2 separate regions of the Rattus norvegicus genome follow, and region 1 is linked to region 2. The links are chromatin contacts, called in public Hi-C maps. All regions are on one chromosome and are shown on one strand. The core of a region is the stretch at or near the end of the contact, and the rest is flanking DNA. Distances in the headings are between cores, read along the strand shown. Region 1 overlaps Deptor (DEP domain containing MTOR-interacting protein). Region 2 overlaps Enpp2 (ectonucleotide pyrophosphatase/phosphodiesterase 2).

Evidence for each region. A called contact is a pair of places that touch in the nucleus more often than the background predicts.
Region 1: a contact with region 2 is called in a Hi-C map of liver, with 2.2 times the contacts expected there. The contact joins two enhancer-like sites. A contact is called at or near these places in 2 of 12 Hi-C or Micro-C datasets (kidney and liver).

What each region holds. Positions count from the first base shown.
Region 1 is chr7:88,523,288-88,530,227 of GRCr8, reverse strand. All of the region lies in intron 8 of Deptor (DEP domain containing MTOR-interacting protein), which reads right to left. Among named protein-coding and RNA genes, the nearest start is that of Col14a1, 85 kb to the left of the region's middle. Within about 2 kb of position 4,472, at least 11 of the 93 cell types and tissues checked have an H3K27ac peak or open chromatin away from gene starts, as enhancers often do. A contact at or near this core is called in liver, where this site is marked.
Region 2 is chr7:88,112,135-88,119,577 of GRCr8, reverse strand. It overlaps Enpp2 (ectonucleotide pyrophosphatase/phosphodiesterase 2), which reads left to right. Exons shown (of 25, transcript NM_057104.3): 15 at 704-831; 16 at 2,989-3,076; 17 at 3,239-3,326; 18 at 4,404-4,588; 19 at 7,122-7,173. Among named protein-coding and RNA genes, the nearest start is that of Enpp2, 56 kb to the left of the region's middle. Within about 2 kb of position 3,592, at least 4 of the 93 cell types and tissues checked have an H3K27ac peak or open chromatin away from gene starts, as enhancers often do. A contact at or near this core is called in liver, where this site is marked.

The DNA.
Region 1 (6,940 bases), core at 3,223-5,722, 410 kb before region 2:
TTTGACTGAGAGAACCCACATAGTGGCAGGAGGGCCCCTTGCAGGTTGCTTTCTGACTGTCGTATGTGTGTGCTGTGTGCTGTGCACACCCCCACAACTGCCCCCTGTATCCACCCACACAATACACAGAGAGAAAATAATTGCAAAAGAACCCCTAAAGATTAAAAACAAAGCAGCAAAGCAGATGCTAAGCCCCAGACCATACAATGGTGATTACCTGGGCATCTCCAATCAAGTGAGCAGAGTCTACACTCTCTCCTGTGCCACTAGATAGAGCGCTTGCTTTTGGGTGTCAGACCGACAAAACTATTCACCCGGGAGACCGGCTGTATTTGAAGTATCATATATGCCAACATGTTTAGGCTGCTCAAATCCTTGGGATACAGTGTACTTTTTCATTTCCAGAGCTCAGTCCTTCCAATTTTAAACTTTTTATTAACATGAATGCATCGCTTCTCTAACATGCTATTCACTGGTATGATGTTTTTGAAGAGTATAGTGTGTGCCGCATAGTGCGAGCCAATGCAATGGCTCCAAATGTATATGACACTTCTGTTCCCAGGAACATTAAATCCTTTGGTCTATATATATCCACTCTCTTTTGAGATAATCCCTACTATAGGCGTTTAACAATCACAAAAGCACAGAATCTAGACCTGGGCAAATATGGATCCATATGGTCCCTAACCAAACCTTGCTTTTTCCGTCTGTAAAAAGAGAAACATACCTATACCCCTGGGATATTACTAAAAATATTATTAGAGAAAATGCAAATGGCTTTGATGGTTCATTTATACCAACTATCTATTAAACTTACTGGAAAGGTGGGATTATATTCCAAACATTAGATTCAGAGACGACTATTTTAGTAATAAAATAGTATTTAGTATTTAGTAATCCAACTCCCGTCTCTGACTGGGACATCACCTGGGTCCCCAGTGTTACGCTTCGATTATTTTATAGAATAAAAATGATGTTCACTCACTTAAGATGCATTTTGAGAGCATCTTAAGCCAAAGGGAAAAAGAGAAAAAGCAAGCAGGGCCATCAGATACCTGGCCTGAGAAACTGGGTTGGTGGTGATGCTTTTTTTTTTAATTCTGAGACTCAAAAGACTGGAGGAGGATCAGGAATTTGCAAAACAGAGCATTCAATCAACTCAGAACCCATTCTCCCCACAGCAGCCAGCTGACCTGTGCCAGACCAATGTTCTCATCACCTTCTCCCCGACTATCCTCAGGAGACCACAGACTGTGACTGTGATACGAACAAGATTTGATTTCATCTGACACACACACACACACACACACACACACACACACACACACAAAGGTGGGTAGAAGGAAGAGACTGAAGCACAAGGCAAAATGAAAGACTCGACAATGTAGTCTTCAATGTGCAAACTTACTGGGTCTTAAAGCTTTCCTGCCAAACTTATGTATCATCGTTTGTCACTAAATATGTGCAGGCAACTAGTAGTAGCCTGTAATGACATCATATGTAGTTAAGTGTTTGGAAATTATTAATCTCTGGCTCATTAATAGACCCGAAACCCTGTGGGAAGGGAGCTTGGCTGGCCTCGAGGACAGGTGGATCCAGGGTCTGCCTCAGGCTATCATAGGTAGTAGGCATTCCATAACGTGCAAAGGATGTGTGTGCACCGTTTGCAATTGTCCACTTTCCCTTCTATATTTGAGCCCCCATTTTCCTGGACACACAGTCACTATATTCACCCTCTAGGGGTTTTATAAGAAAGCATCCAAACCAAGATGACTTAAAACAGCAAAACATTTGTCTCGTGGCTCCGGATGCTAAGTGTGAAAGCTTACAAGCACAATTAGCTTCCCTCTCAGCACTATAGCGTGCAAACCAGTCCTGAATCTTCTAGACAAGGACTTCTTCCTCAAAGCTGGCCTTGAACTCAGAGACCCACCAGCCTTTGGCTCCCTCATGCTAGGATTAAAGGTGTGTGTCACCATGCCTAGCGCTTCCAGCCTCTTTCTAGCCTCCGAAATATGGAGATAAGAGTTCAGGATTGAAGAAAGCTTCAGGTTTACTTCACGGGGTATGGCCTCTTGAAAACCTGCCAATACATTCATACTGAGGAGAAGGAGGGAGGGACAATATGTCCATTATGGTTGCGGGAGGGTCTGTGTACACGACCTCCCTCTCCAGCCCCGAGGAAGATGACATAGATATTCCTTCAGCAAACACAAGTCAAAGAGTGAAATCATTTGCCTGAAGTTACCAAGACACAAGGAACCCATTGGCTTAATGACCAAAAAAAAAAAAAAAAGAAAGAAAAATCAGGCACTGGGGAATGTGGAGTGACACATCCTATGAGCTACATGGAAGGGCAAACCTACCAAACTGTACAATGTAAGCTGTGTGTTTGACTGTATGGGGAGCATGACTCAGGAAAACATTTCCATACAAATTTCAAGCGTTTCACACAAAAATTTGTGCAAAATACCGAAGCTTCCTTTCTATAGTCCATGTGCTCTTTTGTGGCGTGAGGGGGTCAGAGCCCTTAAAAGATGAGAAAAATGTCTCTTAGGGCATGTAAAATTCTCATTTTAACGAATCGAGCAGGAATTGCACATACTTCAGAAGTAATGAATAGAGCAAGCCAAGAATGATTGATACCCACATTTCACAGGCTGGAAAGTGTCATAGGGAATGGAGGATAGATAATAAAATGTAGGTAAAGAAACATGGCCCTAGTCTAAGAGCTCATTGCTTCCCACCCTTTCCCAATTCTCCAATACTGCAGCCTACTCATAACTACTCACTCCAGCATTCCGAAGTGCCGTGCTCCCATCTGGGGTCTATCTGTAGGGAATGCATACTACCCCAACACACACATGTAAATACATCACCTTTCTTTTTCACCACAGTTCTGTGAGATTAACAGTGTTACACATCTTTTCATGAGTATTTTCTTGTTTTCTTTCTGTTGCTGTTTGTCTTTTTGAATTATGACATTTTAAAATTTGTTCAGGCTGGTCTTGAGCTCACTATGTAGCCAAGAATGATCAGCTCCTGATCTTCCTGTCTCTATTTCCCAAGTGCTGGGATCATAGGCCCGTTCCACCATGCCCAGATGAGGTCTGAGAATTATTTATGTTTTAGTTGTTGTTGAGGTTCTGTCTTTTGCTATGTATCGTAATGCTAAATACTGGCCCCCAAGACCTATGGCAAATTGTAATCCAGGGTTATTGGTGGGGAGACAGATTATAAAAGCTTAGAGGAGGGTTGGGGATTTAGCTCAGTGGTACAGCGCTTGCCTAGCAAGCACAAGGCCCTGGGTTCAGTCCCCAGCTTCGAAAAAAAGAAAAAAAAAATAAAAGCTTAGAGAGTAGATAATCTGCCCAGCTCTAGTGCTGATTAAGGCTTATTTTAATAATAATAATAATAAAAATTCTGTGTCTTTTATCCAGGAACTGAATGATCAAAGGCAGGGGGGTGGTGTAGAAGCACCCAATTGAGATGAAATAATTTCAACAAGTTATATTTTAATTTGTATTTCTCTCATTATTTATAAAACTATATTGCTAACCTTTCCTTTGTTGTTAAAAAAATAATAGAAACAACTTACCAGATTTATTTTGGCTCACAGATTCTCAGAGTTCAGTCCATGGTCACTTGAACCCATGAGCTTAGACACAACAGGATTGCAAAAGGAGTATGGGGCAAAGGTAAACACCTAACTTTCTCTATGACCCGGAAACAGAGAAAAAAGAAGTATGTGCTCTAAAGACACAGTCTCTGATACAGATGTATACAGAGCACAGACACACATTGATCTGATTTTTGTTCATTCTTTCGACCTTGGTTCTAATTCTATCCTCAGGGAAGCGCTCCTTTTCATCCCCTCTTCACCCTGTAAAAAGTATAAGCACCCTCTTCTCCTTCAGTGGTAACATCTCAGAGACACATAATTATATATGTATGTGACTTACATGTAATTAATTATATATACATGTAATTACATATTCAGTCCCAGATAAGTTGCCTAATATCTTCTGCGTGCAGCTGTAAATCCCATGATTGCCCAGTGAGACGAGCAGCACAGGGCAGCAATCAGCAGCTATCGACTGAAAAGCAAACCACTTGAGAGCTCTTCAGAGCCCAGGGAGGGTTTTTCCCATCTGTTTTGGTAGTCATTTTACACAGACTGGGTAGGAACCTGGTCTCTCTTGTTAGGAGAGGAAAATTCCATGCAACATACAGGGTTGTCATGGGAAAGGAAGACTAACGAGGAGGAGTTTTAAAATATTTTCTGTAGATGAAAGGAAGGTTTCTTGCAGTGTGGGAGGAGGCAACACCATTTATTTATCCCTCACGGGGACTCAGGTAGTTGTTTTTATATAAAGATACAAAGAAACAAACAAACAGAGGAATGAGGTGCAGTAAGCCAACATCCATCAATTCATCACAGGAGGAAACAAGAAAAGAAGCCAAAAGTCTAGAAATGCCTGTGAAACTTGGCACAGGGGAGCATGAACACTTGAGTGCACCGTTTTTTCACAAGATCTAATTATTCCCACAAAAAAAAAAAAAAAAAAAAGAAAGAAAGAAAGAAAAGACCTTGGACTTCTCTTGTTCTGTGTTGGTAAGAATGGACCAAGCTCTGCTGGAGCCTGAAGGTTGAATGGTTTGCTCTAACAAGGCTTGATACAAGGGCTTGATAAAACTAACAGAAGGGAGTGTTTCCGAGTGTTCCCTTGGGTGACCCTGCAAGAGCTAGTCCTGGTCCAAGAGAGGCTGAAGCCAAGAACAAGTTATTTATTTGATCTTCTACAAGTCAATCCAGGTGAGCATGTGACTCTCTCTCTCTCTCTCTCTCTCTCTCTCTCTCTCTCTCTCTCTCTCTCACTCTCTCCCCCTCCACCTCGTGTATCTGTCTGGCTGTTTTTCTCTCTTTCTGTTTCTGTCTCTGTTTTTTTGTTTTTTAAGACAGGGTTTCTCTGTGTATCCCTGGTTGTCTTGGACCTCACTCTGTAGACCAGATTGGCCTGGAACTCACAGCGACTCACCTGCCTCTGCCTCTCCTGTGCTGAGATTGAAGGTGTGCAACTACACTGAGCTACAGCCCAGAACCATTGTAACTACAGGCTTTGAATGGAATACAAATTCCCTTCATTATTATGAGACTGAAAGGTGATGCACCCTTCCGTACTTTACTGACTTAAATGGGGTTTATCAAGTACCATGCTCTGCCTTAACAGTTTGTGTATTTGAAATAATTTCACTGTCCTAACTGAGGAAGACAGAGGCAGAATAATGAGTTCTAGACAGCCTGGGCTAAATAATGGAAGTCACCCTGAAGTGGATAAGTACAATTCTGTCTCAAAACAGCAGCAGCAGCAGCAACAACAATAACAACCAGCATAATAATCTGAATCTAACCCTGACATTTACATGCTAAGTCACGACACTGGGAAAGGGATTAACTGGGTCCTTATCCCCTCGTTTATACAGTAGGGAGAACTTTTCCATGTTATCTGTATAAGAGGTTGGAAAAATAAAAGAGACCACAGCTGTAAAATATCTGAAGGCATGATGCAGATCCTAAGTGCCAAATTCTGAAGCATACGAAGTACCTGAGTTCCCCACCCCTTCTACAAAAATACCATTAGTTCTGCCATTAATGTTGCTTCAATGCCGGGGACTACCCTAGGTACTTGGACTACAGTTATTTAGACAGAGAATAACCCATAGGGTAGGTGCGGGAGAATATATGTATATATTCAGATTATGATTATACAGAAAACAAAACAAGTTCTATGGGTTGGATATTTGTGCACTACTCCCAAAATTTCTTTTTTTTTTTCTTTTCCGGAGCTGGGTACCGAACCCAGGGCCTAGCAAGCCCTCTACCACTGAGCTAAATCCCCAACCCTGCTCCCAAAATTTCTATGCTGAATTTCTGCCCCTAGGGTAGGATGGTATTAGTAGGGCCTGCAGGAAGTAGTTAGGTCATGCCCTCATGAATAAGATTAGCATTTTATATCAAGTGACAGAAGAGCTTGGACTTGCTCCAGTAAATTAAAAAAAAAAAAAGTCATCCAACCAACCAAACCCCAAAAAATTCTCACCAAAACCCAACCCAAAACAAAACAAAACAAACTAAAACAAAACAAAAAATGAAAACATTTAAGGCTCAGTAACAAGACAATGTAAACTAGGAAGCTGATCCTACCACCTACAGAATCGGCTAGACCCTTGATCTTGGATTTTTCAAACAAATGTTTGATGGTTTAAATGACTGCAGCCTAAGGGATTTTTGTTACAGCCTAAGGTGACTGAAACAGCAGGGCTACATAAAAAAGAGTAAGCAGGGAATGACCTGGAGAGATCTCACAATGTAGTTAAGGAAGGCTTCAGTGAGATCCAAACATAGTATCTGAGACTTGAAGGATAACAAGTTTTCAGCCTACATAGTCAGGGCAGGAACTGACTTAGTGTTTGGAAGTTACAGAGAAAACCAGTAGGCCCAAGAACAATACAGGGCGGGGTATGAGGTTTAAATGGTTAGGGCCCAGAACAAAGATATCGCCAGCTACATCTGGCATTTAATCTCATGGCCACAGGAACCATTAGAGTGCGTTAAGTGCCAGAGCTACTTAATTAGATTTACTAAAGAGCCAGACACAGCCATCAAGAGGTATTTGTGAAATGTAAAGACTGGGACCCAACTTGGAACAAATGATGTCTATAAAACGATCATAAATTCAGTGGGTTCTGGAGTCAGGGTTAGAAGTGATGTGAGAGCAAGTGAGTGATGTGTGACATGTGGCTAGGATCCATAGGACAGCCATTAGACTGCAGTCTATGAGAGAGCAAGAGAGAAGTGACTGACTTCCTCAAGAAAAGTGGCAGAAAAATAAAATAGGAAGTGAGTCTGGAATGGGGTTCTGTTGTAGAGTGGGATCCC
Region 2 (7,443 bases), core at 2,343-4,842:
AGCCACCAGGCCTCTGCCCTTGGAGCAGCTTCGATAGGCTCACCTTCCCATGTTTGCCTTCCCGGTGGGTGGTTAGGAACATTTTCCTCACTGACCTGCAGTCCTGTGTATTTGTTTCTCCTAAGCTTTCAAAACTTCTGGACTGAGGTCAACTGTAGACTCCCCAATGGTCTTGGCCGTGATCCAAACCGAGGCTTTGTTCTTCTTAAGCTGAGCACTATTTGCTCATGATTAATCAAATCTTTACTCTCAAACAGATCTGCCCCCATCTTCTACTCCTACCCCCACCCCGGTCCCAGATAGAGACTTCAAAGTCCTTGAGCTTATCATTAGATAGGCCTGCACATGTCTACCCCTCTCCTCCCACCCTGCCTCCCACTCCTTGATTTGAAGCAGTTGGGAAAGACCTTGAGTTTTAAACTGCCCTCAGTCTTGGGCTCAAGAGTCAGGAACTTATCTTAAGAATTCCTCACCCCTCTGATAGCCTCGGACTTATTTCTAAAGTTGTCTAGCTCCCTTGGAACCTATTTGCTTTTACCACACATTATTTAATAAGGGGGCAACACATCCCATTTGTTTAGTAACCATTCTTTTCGTGGGCTAACAAGGTTTTCAAGAGACAGAATAGGACTTTTTTTTTTTTTTTTTTTTTTTTTTGGTATAAAACCTTTCTCCATAAGACCAATATTCACTTATATTTCAGTGCAAAAAACCGGATCAGCACTTTAAGCCTTACATGAAACAGCACCTTCCCAAACGGTTGCACTATGCCAACAACAGAAGAATTGAAGACATCCATTTATTGGTCGATCGAAGATGGCATGTTGCAAGGTAACAAGTGGAGGGAGCCTGTCTCTGTCTTTGCAAGCACCTATTTGGCACCTGGAAATCATTTAAGGTTCTTGGTCATCATTAAGAGAAATCTGGGCTGGAAATCTCATTGTTTAAACGGTGAATGTGTGTGTGTGTGTGTGTGTGTGTGTGTGTGTGTGTGTGTGTGTGTGTGTGTTTGTGTGTGTGTGTGTATGTGTGTGTGAGTAGTAGTAGTAGTAGTAGTAGTAGTAGTAGTAGTAGTAGTAGTAGATAAGTAATGAGAATAGAAAGATCCACATCTCTAGTTCTTGGGTCTTTTTTAGTTTCTCATGCATCACTGTGCACAAGTTTTATGGCGATATTCTAGTCTCTATCTTTTATCTCTTTAACAACTTTAAATGCAGGTAGGGTCTTGCTGATGTGGTCTTAGTTGACATGGTAGTATGTGTTTGTGGAGGAACCCTGGATATGTTAATCTTGAAACTTCTGTTGCTCTGGGCATGCTTTATATTTGCTCAAAACACAACTGGTGTTTGCCTCCATCAAAAGTCTCCCCCAGATCAGTTAACCACCCATACCTTTAGAATCTGATATAGAGCGTGTCTGGAAGCTCTGTCACTCCTACAGAGTCAACTGCCACAAATTTAGTCATTTTTACGTGGACCTGGAAGTAGTATTTTCTCACTCATTCTTGTTCTAACTTTGATTACAAGGCAAGTGTGATGAACATGCCTGTAGTACTAATTCAATAATTATGACATGTACCTGAGCTGGCCAATAGTTTATAGGAAATAGCTAAGCACAAGAAGATAATGAAAACACTGGTCTTCTAGAAATGTGTCAATGTAAATTTGATGCACACACAGCATGCAGTCTCCCACTGTCACTGTAAAAGAACCAAAGAGTGATGATATGAAACCCAGAAATTACTGGAACCATGTAGAATAGACAGAAATTCATGTAGAAATGTTTCATAAGAGACATGCCAAAATAGCTTGGCTGATTATGTCCTCTGCAGGACCTTTAATGTTGGGGGCACCTAGGGAGAGAAAAACACTTAGTGTTTGTTTATATGAAAAAGCATATTTTGGAACAGAAGTTAAATTAGAGATGACATTCATTGAGCAATTTAGTGAAGAGCAAAGGCAGGTACTAAAGCCTTGAAGTTTACTCTTGCATGTTATTATACATGCATATTACTATCCTAAGTCCTAGTTACTCTTGGGTAGAAACCAATGTGTTAGATTTCTCCATTTTCTCCAAGTGCTATCCTATGTGCCCTGCCTATACTTAGGCAATACTGATATTAATAAGCATCAACATCTTTGATGGTAGAAGAGCCATAAAACTCTTATGTAAAGGGGTCTTTCTGTCACAAATGTAAGAGTAAATGATCGCGATGTCTTGCAAGCAATATTGTCATCCCCTCCCTACTTCTAAATAGATTTTCTAGGTGAGGCCAGGCATTTGTTAACTATGGTCTCTGCACTCTGAGTTTTATTATCCTACCAGGTAAGTTTACATACAAATATTTTTATAGAATGGAGATCTCCGCGAATTGATTCAACATTGCATATTTGAAAATGCCTCCTGTGTTTTGGGACTGAGCCTGGTGAGCATATAGCAGGGAGAGATGTTCTGTTCAGTCCAAGCCTGAGGCATAGAGAGGACTTTGACTCCTTTTCAAAACTTCCCCTTTAACCTGGGGTAATAAGCAAAGCCATGGCATTAGAGAAATGAACAGACTTCCCTTGTCATCGCCATGGGAATGATGTAATCAAAACAGAGACACTTGGCTTCAGATCTTTTCAGGGATCCTATGTACCTCCAAATTTACTTTTTTTCCTCTTTAAAAGGAATTTATTGATCATATACAAAATAAAGAAAACTATATATCACAAACATACACTATGTACAGCAATAAATACACAGGGGGCCAGGCCCAGTACCACCCCTCCTGGACAATAATTTAGCAATAAATACTGTGCAGGGCACGTGTGGCACCAAGGCCGCTGCCCGCTGAGGCCAGGTGACTTGATCACTCTCTACCGATTCAAAGTCCAGGCCTCAACTTGCAGCCAGATCCCTATTGGCTCTACCTGTCTCCAAATATGCTTTCTTACCAGCATGCTTTGGGGCAGAATCCTAACTGATCATACAATTGTTTTAATGTAGGAAACCTTTGGACGTTTATAAGAAACCATCAGGAAAATGTTTTTTCCAGGGTGACCACGGCTTTGATAACAAGGTCAATAGCATGCAGGTATGTCTACAAAACTGAACTGAAATTGAATTTCACAGTTTTCAGGGGTGGGAGGATGGAATCATGGGGTTTGTGAAGCTGTAAGGAACTCAGACACAGAAGAGATGGTGTCCGTGGCAGCAGAAATGGTTAACTGTGTTTCTTTTCTTTTTCTTTTGGAAGACTGTTTTCGTAGGTTATGGCCCAACTTTTAAGTACAGGACTAAAGTGCCTCCATTTGAAAACATTGAACTTTACAATGTTATGTGCGGTAAGTCACTCGTTCAATCAAACCCGGTGAAATTTTTGGTCAGTGAATTTCCTTAGTGCTAGAGAAAGAAATGAGGTGTCTATGTTCTAAGACCTCTCTCTGCAAAAAGAAAAAAAAAAGTAACTTGCCCATTGGTTCAAAGGACAGAATGTCACCCCCTTCTAAGGCTTCTTTGTGTTCCTTCAACAGTTGACTAATGGGGAGTTTTCACAGTGTTGGTGTTGGCAGCCTTTGGCTGATCTAACATAGCATTACAGTTTGACACCGTTGGTCGGAGACACGATGAAGCAAGAGTTCCACGCAGACAGAGCGTTCTCCCACCTCCCTCTCTTACATTGCAGCCCAGTGAAAAATTTGCCAGCTTGCAACCCAGCCAGCTATTTATGTGTTTCTAATTATTTTTCTTCCTTGAGCTTCTCGTTGCTGAATGAGGACAGCTTTTCCTATTTAGTAAGGGAGTGCCAGTCTGGTGGTTAGAGGGGGAGTCTGAAAGTCGGGTCTCCTGGGTTCTTTTTCCCAGGTTGGCTGCTTAGCTCTTCACTGTCCTGTCTCTCAGCTTAGGCAAGTCACTATGTGCCCACTTGGCAACCATTCAGTTGCTGTGAAATCAGCCCGTTTATCCCTTGGTGGCCCATCAAGGCACATCGCCAAAGCCTCTTCTTGTCCCCACACTTTTGTGGAGTGCATTGAAGGGCAGGCTGTGGGCATTTATTGATTATGCCTTATTTCAAAATTTTGTTTTAAAAAAATCTTGAAGAAGTCCAGAAGGGCAATGATATCAACATTGTCACATGCAGAGACAATGCCTGAGTGAACCATTCTACTCCAGGTTCATGAGAATGACATATTCATGATCTGACAATGAAGAGAAGTGTTATGTCAAGAAGTGTTAGCTAGACATTGTAAGGTCGGAATGGTTCAGAAGTTGTGGAAGGAATGGCTGATGTGGTAGTTTAGTTTGCTCACTTGTGATTTGTGTTCAATATTTATAGGCTCCTGGAAGGTCAAAGGTTTTGATTCTTCACATATCTCATGGGAGAGTAAATGAGAAACACTGCTTCCTTTTCTTTCCATCAGATCTCCTAGGCTTGAAGCCCGCTCCCAATAATGGAACTCATGGAAGCTTGAATCACCTACTGCGTACAAATACCTTTAGGCCAACCATGCCAGACGAAGTCAGCCGACCTAACTACCCAGGGATTATGTACCTTCAGTCCGAGTTTGACCTGGGCTGCACCTGTGACGATAAGGTAGAGCCAAAGGTAGAGATAATCTTCATGCTTTATCATGGAAGTGGTTGTTTGGTTTATAAAGCACTGTTCAGTAGAACCATCTGTGAAAATAGAGTTGAGTTTTAACTCCGCTATCTGAAATGGAGCCAGTAACTGGTTATGGCTGGGGGTGAAAATTCTCACTTTATTGTTTTAAATTTAAGTTTAGTATGCTGAATATGGTCTATGGCTACCATCGTAGACAGTACAGGTCTGGAGAATGAAGGGTCAAACTGTTATTTTCTGAATTCACAATATACAGTTAGAAGCTGACTCTTTTACAGAATTATGAATTTCCAGTGATTCATGGTGAGCCATGAATATCACTGAGTTGTCCATAGGTAGGTATGTCAAAGTGGTTTTGAAAGATACTTGTAATTTTAAGGGATTCAGGTATGTGCAAAACCTGGGCCGGGTAGATGGAAATCTCTGGGAAATGGGAAGTGTTTCAGAGCTGGCAGAATACTTTCCAAGGCCTAAAAGGTGAGGGCAGATAGAGAATTACTAAGGAGATTGGCAGGAGACAAGAAGGGAGGAAGGGACACGGGAAGAGATAATTGTGTTTGTTAGAACACTGTGGCCTGGAAGTGTAGCACCCTAGGTTCTATTGCCTCTGCTCGGCTCCAACTGTCTTCCCTGGTAGAGTCTGACTGTAAGCCAAAGAACAACTCTTTTCTGCAGTCCCTAAAACTCACCTTTCTAGGTGAGCGGGGTGAGGGAGGTACAGGATGGGGTGTCCTTGGAAACACCACTGGTCTTTTTAGATACAAAACAACAACACCAACAAAACAAACAAACAAACAAACCCCAAAGTCTTAAGCAATAATTTACTTATTGACTTTTTTGAGTTAAGATTTTTATATCTGCCAACCAGTGCTCCTATTAGCAGAAATGAACCAACCCTTCCACAGAATTGAGAAGATGCCTGTACAAACCAAAGGTGTTGGTTCATTTTTATATGCTGTTTAATTATAGATAAAAAGGATGTGTTTTTTTTCTTAGCCTCAGAAAACAGATAATAAATCTCCTATTGCACAGTCTCTTTTTCTTACCACTTGTCCCCTCCCAGGATTCCTAGGAGCATTGGAGATATGGTTTGGTAGGCTCTAGAGTGAGAGGAATATGTTTTTTCCTTCCTCTCTATTTTTGTTCTTTTTTTTTTTTTTTTTTTTCGGAGCTGGGGACCAAACCCAGGGCCTTGCACTTCCTAGGCAAGCGCTCTACCACTGAGCTAAATCCCCAACCCCCTTCCTCTCTATTTTTGCATTCATCTCCTTCCTACCTTTGTTCTTGATAAGATTCTGAGAGGCTAATGAATGAAGGGGAGGCAACACTAAGAAGCTAGGTTTGTGAGGTTGCCCAAACCAATAAAAACCAACTTACCAAGAGGATCACAAATAAGTTGAGAGTACTGTATAGTTGCATTTGCTTTCTGTGTGCCCTCTAGTATAGACATATTTTGAATATATTGGCCAAGTATATTACATAAATTTTGCATTGATGGATTTCTCAAAATATCTACATTTCCTCCCACCCCACCCCCATCTTTTGTTTTTAGCTTCTTCTACAACATAGCATTAATGGGATTCTGAAAGTAGTGTAATTCTCATGCCTGACTCTGTATTTTTACATTTCTCATATATATATATGTATATATATATAAAGTATATATATGAAAACATATATATATATATGAAAACATATATATATAATATAGTACATGAAGTATGTTAATGCATCTCAAAGTAACCTATGATATAATTTTGCATATGGGAAATTTTAATGTGGCTGCTGTTGTAGGCTCAGGATCCTGTAATTGTTTGATTAATCATTATTTCTGAAGTACATTTGTGTATATTACTATATGAACCGGTAGGTCACATTTTTCATGGTAATTAGTTACCTTTGATATATCGATAGATCATACTGCTTATATTCATCTTACTGTTTAAGAACATTTGGTAATTTTCAAATATTAGCTTTACGGTAAATCAGTGGACATTATTGTAAGTGGGGTTTATCATTAATGCTTGGGAGTCTCAATGACAGGTGATAGGTACAGATGCTGAGCAGTGGCTTTCAGAGTTGCTTGGTTATTACTCTCCAGAAGTATTGAGTCATGACTGTTTGACTTTGATCAAAAGCAATTTTATACATCTGTTTGGTGAATCATTTCAGTGTAGACAGGAATTAACCTGAGATATGGGGTACTACTGTCACTCCCTCATATGTATGTGGCCCAAATAGCTATCCTTACCAGCCTGGGAAGCTATGGCCATTACAGACTTAAGGGAAGGGAACTAGGTTAATGGGAGATGAATGAAGATACTCACATACATATAGGTCAAGTTTAGAATGTAAGTGTGAGATAAAACAGCAGCTTCCCAAGAATGTTTACCACACTGATGGACATTGGGGCTTTCTTTGGGATTTAGCAAGATGCTAAGTAGAAAGAAGAGAAAAGGAGAGAAAAAAAGAAATCCCTCATTTGCTTTCTTTCCTTTTCTGGTTTTTACATGTGAAGAACAAATTGGAAGAACTCAATAAACGTCTTCATACCAAAGGATCAACAGAAGGTAAGGGAACATTAAAAACCTACAAAATCTTCAACAGAGGAATGGATTAAAAAAATGTGGTGCATCTACACAATGGAGTACTACTCAGCTATCAAAAACAATGACTACATGAAATTTATAGGCAAATGGAATGAACTAGAAAATATCATCCTGAGTGAGGTTACTCAATCACAGAAAAACACACTTGGTATGCACTCATTGATAAGTAGATATAGTCAAAAAGCTCAAATTACACAAGATGCAATCTACAGACCACAGGAAGCTCAAGAA